Linked DNA regions of Callithrix jacchus: region 1 is linked to region 2. Evidence: chromatin contacts called from public Hi-C data. All regions are on one chromosome and are shown on one strand. The core of a region is the stretch at or near the end of the contact, and the rest is flanking DNA. Distances in the headings are between cores, read along the strand shown. Region 1 overlaps CACNA1D (calcium voltage-gated channel subunit alpha1 D). Region 2 overlaps DCP1A (decapping mRNA 1A).

What was found. Hi-C and Micro-C count contacts between places; a contact is called where the count stands out from the background.
Region 1: a Hi-C map of skeletal muscle shows a contact between it and region 2, with 9 times the contacts expected there. The contact joins two enhancer-like sites. A contact is called at or near these places in 2 of 3 Hi-C or Micro-C datasets (both in skeletal muscle).

Annotation. Positions count from the first base shown.
Region 1 is chr15:36,237,647-36,241,562 of calJac240_pri, reverse strand. The region is part of intron 10 of CACNA1D (calcium voltage-gated channel subunit alpha1 D); the gene reads right to left. Among named protein-coding and RNA genes, the nearest start is that of CHDH, 130 kb to the left of the region's middle. Within about 2 kb of position 2,227, at least 1 of the 16 cell types and tissues checked has an H3K27ac peak or open chromatin away from gene starts, as enhancers often do. A contact at or near this core is called in skeletal muscle, where this site is marked.
Region 2 is chr15:35,841,126-35,845,311 of calJac240_pri, reverse strand. All of the region lies in intron 6 of DCP1A (decapping mRNA 1A), which reads left to right. Among named protein-coding and RNA genes, the nearest start is that of DCP1A, 38 kb to the left of the region's middle. Within about 2 kb of position 2,876, at least 3 of the 16 cell types and tissues checked have an H3K27ac peak or open chromatin away from gene starts, as enhancers often do. A contact at or near this core is called in skeletal muscle, where this site is marked.

The DNA.
Region 1 (3,916 bases), core at 978-3,477, 400 kb before region 2:
CTGGGTGGAGAGAACACGCTCTGCCAGGGCACTGGCAGCCTATCTTCTCCAGCCACTTACTGCCTATTGCAGACAGAGAGCATTCCCTTTTTCAAAAGTATTTGAAAAGATCAGCCTCAGTGGGTATAACAAAGACCTCATTTATTAAAACATTTTACCCTTCATTTCCACTAGGCATTCTTTTTATAATGTTAATAAATTGATATGACTTTCCCTTCCTTTAGCCCCAATAGGATCTCATCTATGTTTTTAAAAATAAGGACAGAAGAATCATAGAACGTTAGAACCAGAAGGGGCTTCTGAGAGTACATGAGCGAACTCGGATTTCTCAGAGGAGAGAACAGGCCAACTTGCCTTGGAGCGTACAGCTAAGACTGAGAACTCTCTCCTGACTTCCACTCACCATCAAGTATGTACTGTGGTTTCAGTACAAACTGAAATATACTGGTATACATTTTGGTGTTATATACTTAAAAATCCACAAATCAAAAAGTTCCAAAGAGCCAAACAAGTCTATTATCTACCAGTGCTGGTTTACTATTCTGATGACCTTTATTAACCCTCAAAATGCGACATACAACCAAATTACTTCCAGGATATCAGCCCAGTGACCCAGGACAGTATGAAAATCAAGCTGCACTGGTGACGACTGGGCTTTTATAAAAATCTAAACACAAAGAGTCATAAAAACTCATGTAGGTAAAGTCATGGGCGAATCACTGGACTATGTGGGCTTCTTCCAGCTGGCTTCCATGGCCCTGCGGTTGGCCCATTTAGGTGATGGCCTTGTCCCCTTCAGCAGGGACTCTTGATTGCTGACAAAGGGCGAGGCCTTCTCAGGGGCACAGGCAGACCCCTCAGACCTCCCTACATCGCCGACAAGTGCCAGTCCCCTACTTAGAAATAAGCGCCGGGGGCCCTCTACACACAGATAAGCTGTGAAGCCTCTTCCCCGACATATGCCAGGAAACTGCAATGTTAGAGCTTTGTTAGAGAAGTTTACTTTTAATATAAATGTAAAAACTATTTCAGTGAATCTGGGAAAAGCCAAGCATTAGGAAAGCCTGTGACCTGTGATGGGATGCTGGCACTGCAATTTGCCTGCTGAAAATCCGGGGAAGCTCAAGACCTACATTTTACAATCTATTCCAGGTATTGGGGTCTCTGGGAAGTGCTCCAGGGCAGATCCTTAGGCTTAGAGTGTGGTGCATTGAGATGTGGCGCTGGGTGCCACTGGGGGTGAGGGGATGGTGGCAGGCAGCAACCCTGCACATCTCAGACTTAAGTTTCCAAGGCCTTTGCAGCATGGGCAACTGGGCCAGGCCCCTACTCGGAGCACTGTCTGTGGATGTGGGTCATGGGGCTTCTCTTTAAGATCTTGTACTGGGCCTGGATGCCATCATGTGCAATGCCACACACACAGTAAATGAGGGAAATACGCTGCTTCTCAGGCCAGCACAACTAGCATTTTCACCAAGGTATAGAAATGTATCCATCTACTCTCATGTTGAAGGACAACATTAATCTCAACCAAATGTGTCGGGCTTGTGAATCTGGAGGCAAATCTCATACACACACACACACACACACACACACACACACAGAGTGAATGAGTCTATGTGTGGGTCTAAGCAGGCAGCCTCAAAATTATGTTCACCATTAACAGGTGTAGCAAAATCTCAGACCGACCTTCAGTGACGGAGGCTGATGAGGTCAAAAACGATGGAAGAAATGCTAGGAAAGTCTGGTTCTTATCATCAGGTGACAAGGGGACAAGCGCCTCTTTTTCCCTGCACTTGGTTACCCCATCTGTAAGATGAGCTGTAGGACAGTATCATCTCTAAGATCCGTTTACTTCTGACCTGCTATAACTGCAGGAAGGCAGAAACGCCCACATGCTGACTGGTTTTACTACCAGCAACCGGGGGTTTCCCTTCCACTTCCCCAGCTCTGCAAGGAGGGAAGGGCACAAGAAGTACTGTGAGCCCCTGGCCACCACCATCAGGAGGGGAGCCAGGGGTCCAGCCAGGGTCCTGCCTGGGAGAACTGAGTCCAAATTCCTGGCATGCAGAATGTCCCAGCGAATGGGGCGCAGCACAGGAAGCAGTAGCTCCCCAAGGGCCTCAGGGCATTACAGTAGAGCCCTAGTCCTCCAGTCACAGCCCCCCAAAGGGAAGGCTTGCCACACATCAACCTGAGCCCAGAGCCCCCCAGTCTCCTTCTAGACCCTGCCCCATTGCCAGCCTCATTCACAGATGTCTTACCCCTCTGTTCTCCACACGACAGGCTTTCTTGCACATTCAGACATTTCTTTTAGCATTTCCTTCCACCTCCAAGCAGCCTAAAGCTTCTCACTCTTTTGAAAGGAAGGGGTAGGGGCTGAGGCTGAACGACTGAGAAGCAGCTGAGTTGTGGCTGCCGTCCTAGGGGACAGGGTACCTGACACCCAGATCTCATGTTTTCATCTTATTTTCATGACAAACATAAGCAGTACCATGATGTACAGGCCTGCCAAATCCAAAAGAAGCCCACACACCCCCTGGAGGCACATGCACATGCTAGTAGTGACACATTAGGCCAACCCAGGGTAACAGCCTCTCACTGCTGTAAAGGAGCCAGGCTCTTCGTGGAGAATGTGGGTCAAGGCCAGACCAAGGTTTCCACATGTCAAGCAAGAATTATGCCCAGACAATTAACTATCTCTGCGTGTCCAGGGACAGGGGCAGCCCAGCATCCACCCGAGGGCTCCTGCCCCACCTGGCACCAGCAGGGTCAGGGGTCCTTCCTGAGTCCCCAGGTATTTCAGTCAATAAAAAACCATTCCCACTCAAAATAAAGTACCTTAAATATGTCAGCCTGCTTCCTCTCCCTGCAGATCTCAGAAAGACAATGGAGAAGTCATGAGAATCTTAGAGAATCACAAGGCCCAAGCCTGCATTCAGGAAGGGAGACCTATGGTGGGGTGTTTTCTGTTTTGGGGACAATCATTCATCTCCTTTTGGTAACCCCTCCAGAGCTATATCTCTACGTCAGTCTTTAAAGACTTTTTTTTCTTATGTCCATGACACTATTTCCTGCTTAGCTGAAGGCCATTCTTCTTGCTAACACTTTCAGGCACTGCATCAAGCCCAGGCTCCTGTTCATAAACCTTCTGTGAACACTACAGCTAAAAAAGGCAGCTCCAACTCTGCCCCTAACTAACTGTCCAATCTCAGGCAAGTTCCGCCTCCTCTTCCACCTCCTCTGGGGGCCACAACATGCTGAATGACAAGGGCTTATATCTAATTGTCTCTTAATCCCTTTTCACTTTTAGGCCTTCTGATGAGACCTAGACTCTAACATAACCCCTTTCAGATATCCATGGGTTGTTCCCTTCTATGTCCCATAACCACTGAGCTCAGCATTCCCACGGGGGTAGAAGCCACTTCAAAGAAATCAGTACTGTGTGTTCCCTCTGTTCCCTTAGTGGCTGACTTCACGTCCCTGCAGTCTGAATCTTCAACAGACATCCACCATTCTCAGGTGACCAGGGCTGATCCTGGTGTGGAGATAGGTTGACTGTGCTGCTGTCGAACCACTGCCATGACTTGGGCAGAGCAAGGCAGCGAGCCAGCTGCTCACCTAACTGCCTGCCTGGGGATGGGCCTGACAGCTACTCCAGGGATTCTGAGGAAGAGCATGTTTAGCATGATTGTAGGACATAGCTGGAAATGTCACTTTCCCACTGGAGCCCACTCTCAATTTCAAGGGCAAGTGACCCCAAATCTTTGCATCCCTGAAGCCTATCTTTATTTATTTTTATTTTTTAAGAGACAGAGATCTCACTCTGTTACCCAGGCTGGAGTGGAATGGTACAATATAACTGACTGTAGCCTCGAACTCCTGGACTTATACAATCCTCCTGCCTCAGCCTCCC
Region 2 (4,186 bases), core at 1,627-4,126:
ACATTCCATTTCAGTTGCATAATTCACTTATTAAACTTTCCTTGGGACTATTTCTCTAGTGTGTTTTGATTTTGTTTGCTTCCTGTATTCAAGAATAATGTTTGCCTTATAGTGTGCCCACTGCAGTGACCACTAGCTCCAAACAGAAATGTGAAATTCTCTAACATCAATTTTCTGTGGGATGAGGAATGAACCCGATGCTGTATATAAGAATTTTATCCTGGCCTGGCGCGGTGGCTCACGCCTATAATCCCAGCACTTTGGGAGGCCGAGGCGGTGGATCACGAGGTCAAGAGATCGAGACCATCCTGATCAACGAGGTGAAACCCCGTCTCTACTAAAAATACAAAAATTAGCTGGGTATGGTGGTGCGTGCCTGTAGTCCCAGCTACTCAGGAGGTTGAGGCAGGAGACTTGCTTGAACCCAGAAGGCAGAGGTTGCAGTGAGCCGAGATCGTGCCACTGCACTCCAGTCTGGGTAACAACAGCGAAACTCCGTCTCAAATTTAAAAAAAAAAAAGAAGAATTTTATCCTACGCCATACATGCTGTTGCTCACTGAATCCCATTTTCCAAGCTAAAATGGTCGTACTAACACTTGATCTATGTGAACTATGTAAAGTATTAAAAAACTCAGAATCCAGACTTTTTCTTTGTTTTCTGGCTCACCACAACCACCACCTCCCAGGTTCAAGCGATTCTCCCATGTCAGCCTCCCAAGTAGCTAGGATTACAGGCATGCTTGCCTGGCTAATTTTGTATTTTTAGTAGAGATGGGTTTCTCCATGTTGATCATGGTGGTCTCGAACTCCTGACTTCAGGTGGTCCACTCACCTCGGCCTCCCAAACTGCTGGGATTACAGGCATGAACCACTATATCTGGCTCAGAATCCAGACTTTAAGCATATTCAAGCATGAGGAGAGAATAACATTTTACCTTTTCTGTGGATGCTAGACGGTTAGTTCATGAATAAATAAACACAGCTACTAGAGAAGGGCAACCAATTTTTCTTATCAGAAATAGAAAAGAAGCCGGGCTTGGTGGCTCACGCCTGTAATCCCAGCACTTTGGGAGGCCGAGGCAGGTGGATCACCCGAAGTCAGGAGTTCCAGACCAGACTGACCAACATGGTGAAACCTCATCTTTAAAAAAAAAAGAAAGAAAGAAAGAAACAGAAAAGAATGCAGAGACAGTGAAGCTTCTGGGGATTTGTGTGACGAGGAATGTTCTGCTCACCCAGGCTCCTATGACAAATTCAACCAGTTAGGTACAGTTGTATGTTACTTAACAATGGGAATACATTCTGAGAAATGTGTTGTTACGGAATTTCATTCTCCAAACATTACAGGGTGTACTTGTACTTTCACAAACCTAGATGACATTGCCTACTAACACCTAGGCTCGATGGCATAGCCCATGGCTCCTAGGCTGTGGACCTGTACAGCACATCATTGTGCTGAGTATTACAGAATTTGTTGTCTATTTTGACTTTCATTGCGTGGGTTTGAATGTTGCCAAGGATTTTTAAACAAACAGCTGTGTCCTTCATAATTCTTTGCATCGGGAGTGACTAGGAGCTTTATAGTAGCCTAGCCTTGGTTATCTTACCAGGTATATTGTTGTTGTCTTGCATTATGGGGATATGATATTCCAGAAGCATTTGATGAACTTTTGTTTGGTACTCCATGCTTGCTATTAAGACCACATAGTGGGCCAGATGCGGTGGCTCACTCCTGTAATACCAGTATGTTGGGAGGCCAAAATGTGCAGATTACCTGAGGTCAGAAGTTTGAGACCAGCCTGGGCAATATGGTGAAACCCCGTCTCTACTAAAAATATAAAAATTAGCTGACCATAATGGCGCACACCTGTAATCCCAGCTACTTGAGAGGCTAAGGCATGAGAATCACTTGAACCTGGGAGGCAGAGGTTGCAGTGAGCTGAGATCGTGCCACTGCATTTCAGCCTGGGCGATAGGGCAAGACTCCATCTCAAAAAAAACAAACAAACAAAAAGATCACATGGTGTTTATGTGATTATAGTTTAAGCCAACTTCAATTTATTGAATGCTTTTTGGGCACCAGACATGATACAGAGAATTTAATTTCCACAACAGTGTTCTAAGATCATTGCCACAGTGTCCACAGTTTTCAGATAAGGAACTAGATTAGAAAGATTATGCTGGACTCAATGGCTCACTACAAAAAAATTTAAAAATAAACCAAGTACAGTGGCATGCACCTGTGGTCCCAGCTACGTGAAAGGATTGCTTGAGTCCGGGAGTTCCAGGCTGCAGTGAGCTCTGATCACACTACTACACTCCAGTCTTACTGACAGAGTGAGACCCTGTCTCAGAAAAACAAAGAAAAAGAAAGGTTATGTAGTTTTCCCAATTAACAGCTGAGGTATTTTTGATTTCAGACCCTAAACTCTATAGTTTTTTTTCAGAAGTAAAAATATGAAGAAATTGAACCATATAAGATCTTTAGCATTTTTTTGTATCCACAGATATTCATACTGCCTCATATTTGAAGTGAGATTCTAACATTAGTGGAATCTCTTTATTTAATATTTTCTAAGGCAAAATGGTTTGATATGAAGCTACAACTTTTTACAACCTCTGTGGGAGATTCTTGCCTCTTCCTCCACAAGAGTTACTTTTTACTGACTGAGTTTTTTCAGACCTGCCTTGTCCCTCTTACCTAGCAGGTGATGCTGTCCTCATACCAAGGAGAGAAGACAGAATGGCACCCTTAACTTTTGTCCTTCACATGCAGACTTGCCTGTATGCTCATTGCTGCTGGCCCTCTTTTTTCTTGTTGTCTGACATGATCTCCTCCTGACACAAGATCTCTTGCACCTGCCCCTTAAGCTCCATCTCTCCTTATGCTAATCTCCCCCTACTCCCCGAAAGAACTTTGGAAGAGAGCACTGTGGAGTGTCTGCTATGTACTGATTAGATCTGTGGTCCTGGGTGGCGGTGCCATTGCTCAGGTAGGCAAGTCCAGGAGCAAGAAAGATAAGGATTGGGGAATACATGAGAAAGAGAGCCCCTGCCTTGGCAAACTTGCTTTCCATGTTGTTGTTAGGAGTGCTGACATTAAACACGCACTTCCTATGTGCTGGCTCCCATACATTTCAGCCTCCCACTAGCCCTCCCTACTTTATAGAGGCCTGAGACTCAGAGTGGACAGCACTCCTCAGTCCACACAGCTGGAAAGGAGCAGAGCCAGGCAGCAGCAGTGGGCTCTAGGCCCTGAATCTGGGCATTTAATAGGACATCTCAGCTCTGTCACTGTAGCGTCCTAGGGGGATGCCTTTGCTCCCTTGACTTGTATTACCATTTTTGTGTTTTAAGAACACAAAATAACATTACCATTTTGTGTTCTGAGTCAGTACCTCCATGTTCTAGATGTCCCACAGAGACCTCCAGACATGTTCACAACTAACTTGAGCGTCCCCTTCTCCCTCAACCTAGGGGCTTTTCCAGGGCTGCCTGCCCACGCAGTGGCACCACCACCCAATACCCAGATAGCAAGGTGTCCTCTCAGCTCCATGCTCTTACCTGGCCAGCCACCAACTCCTTTTATTCCAACTCTAGTTCTCATCCTCTTCTCTGCCAGTATCTTAGACTCTCCTCAGTCTCGCCCCTCCAATTTGTCCTTTATGTGGCCGACCAGGTGCACATCCTAAAATGTAAAGCTTGATGGCTCATTCTCTGATCATGTCCCCATTGCCCTATGGATAAAGTCCAGATCCTCTAAAGTGTCTTGGACACTCTGCAGTCTGCCCACTGCTTCTCTCTTTCCCTGTCACCCTCCTACCCAGCCTCTGACCCAGCTGTGCTGAAGGACGTGTAGCTGTCTCAGTGACTGTGTTCCCAGCCAGCTGGCCTTATCCCTCCCCGCTCAGCCTTTTTCCCAGCGCCTTCGGTCCTGCTGGGCCCTGCAGCTCTGCCCTGCGGGGGTCTTATCACCAGTTATCCTGGCTTCTTTTTTCACATCACAGTCATAGCACAATGCCTGGCACCTGATAAATTCAAGAATTTTTATCAAATGGATGAGACAAACATTTGCCTAGACAACACTGGGTTTGTTTTCCTGTAAATGTGATTATACCATAGTCCTATCAATATTATACTAATTTGTGGTGGAATTTGCGGCCTTCCAGACTTTCTGAGGCCTTG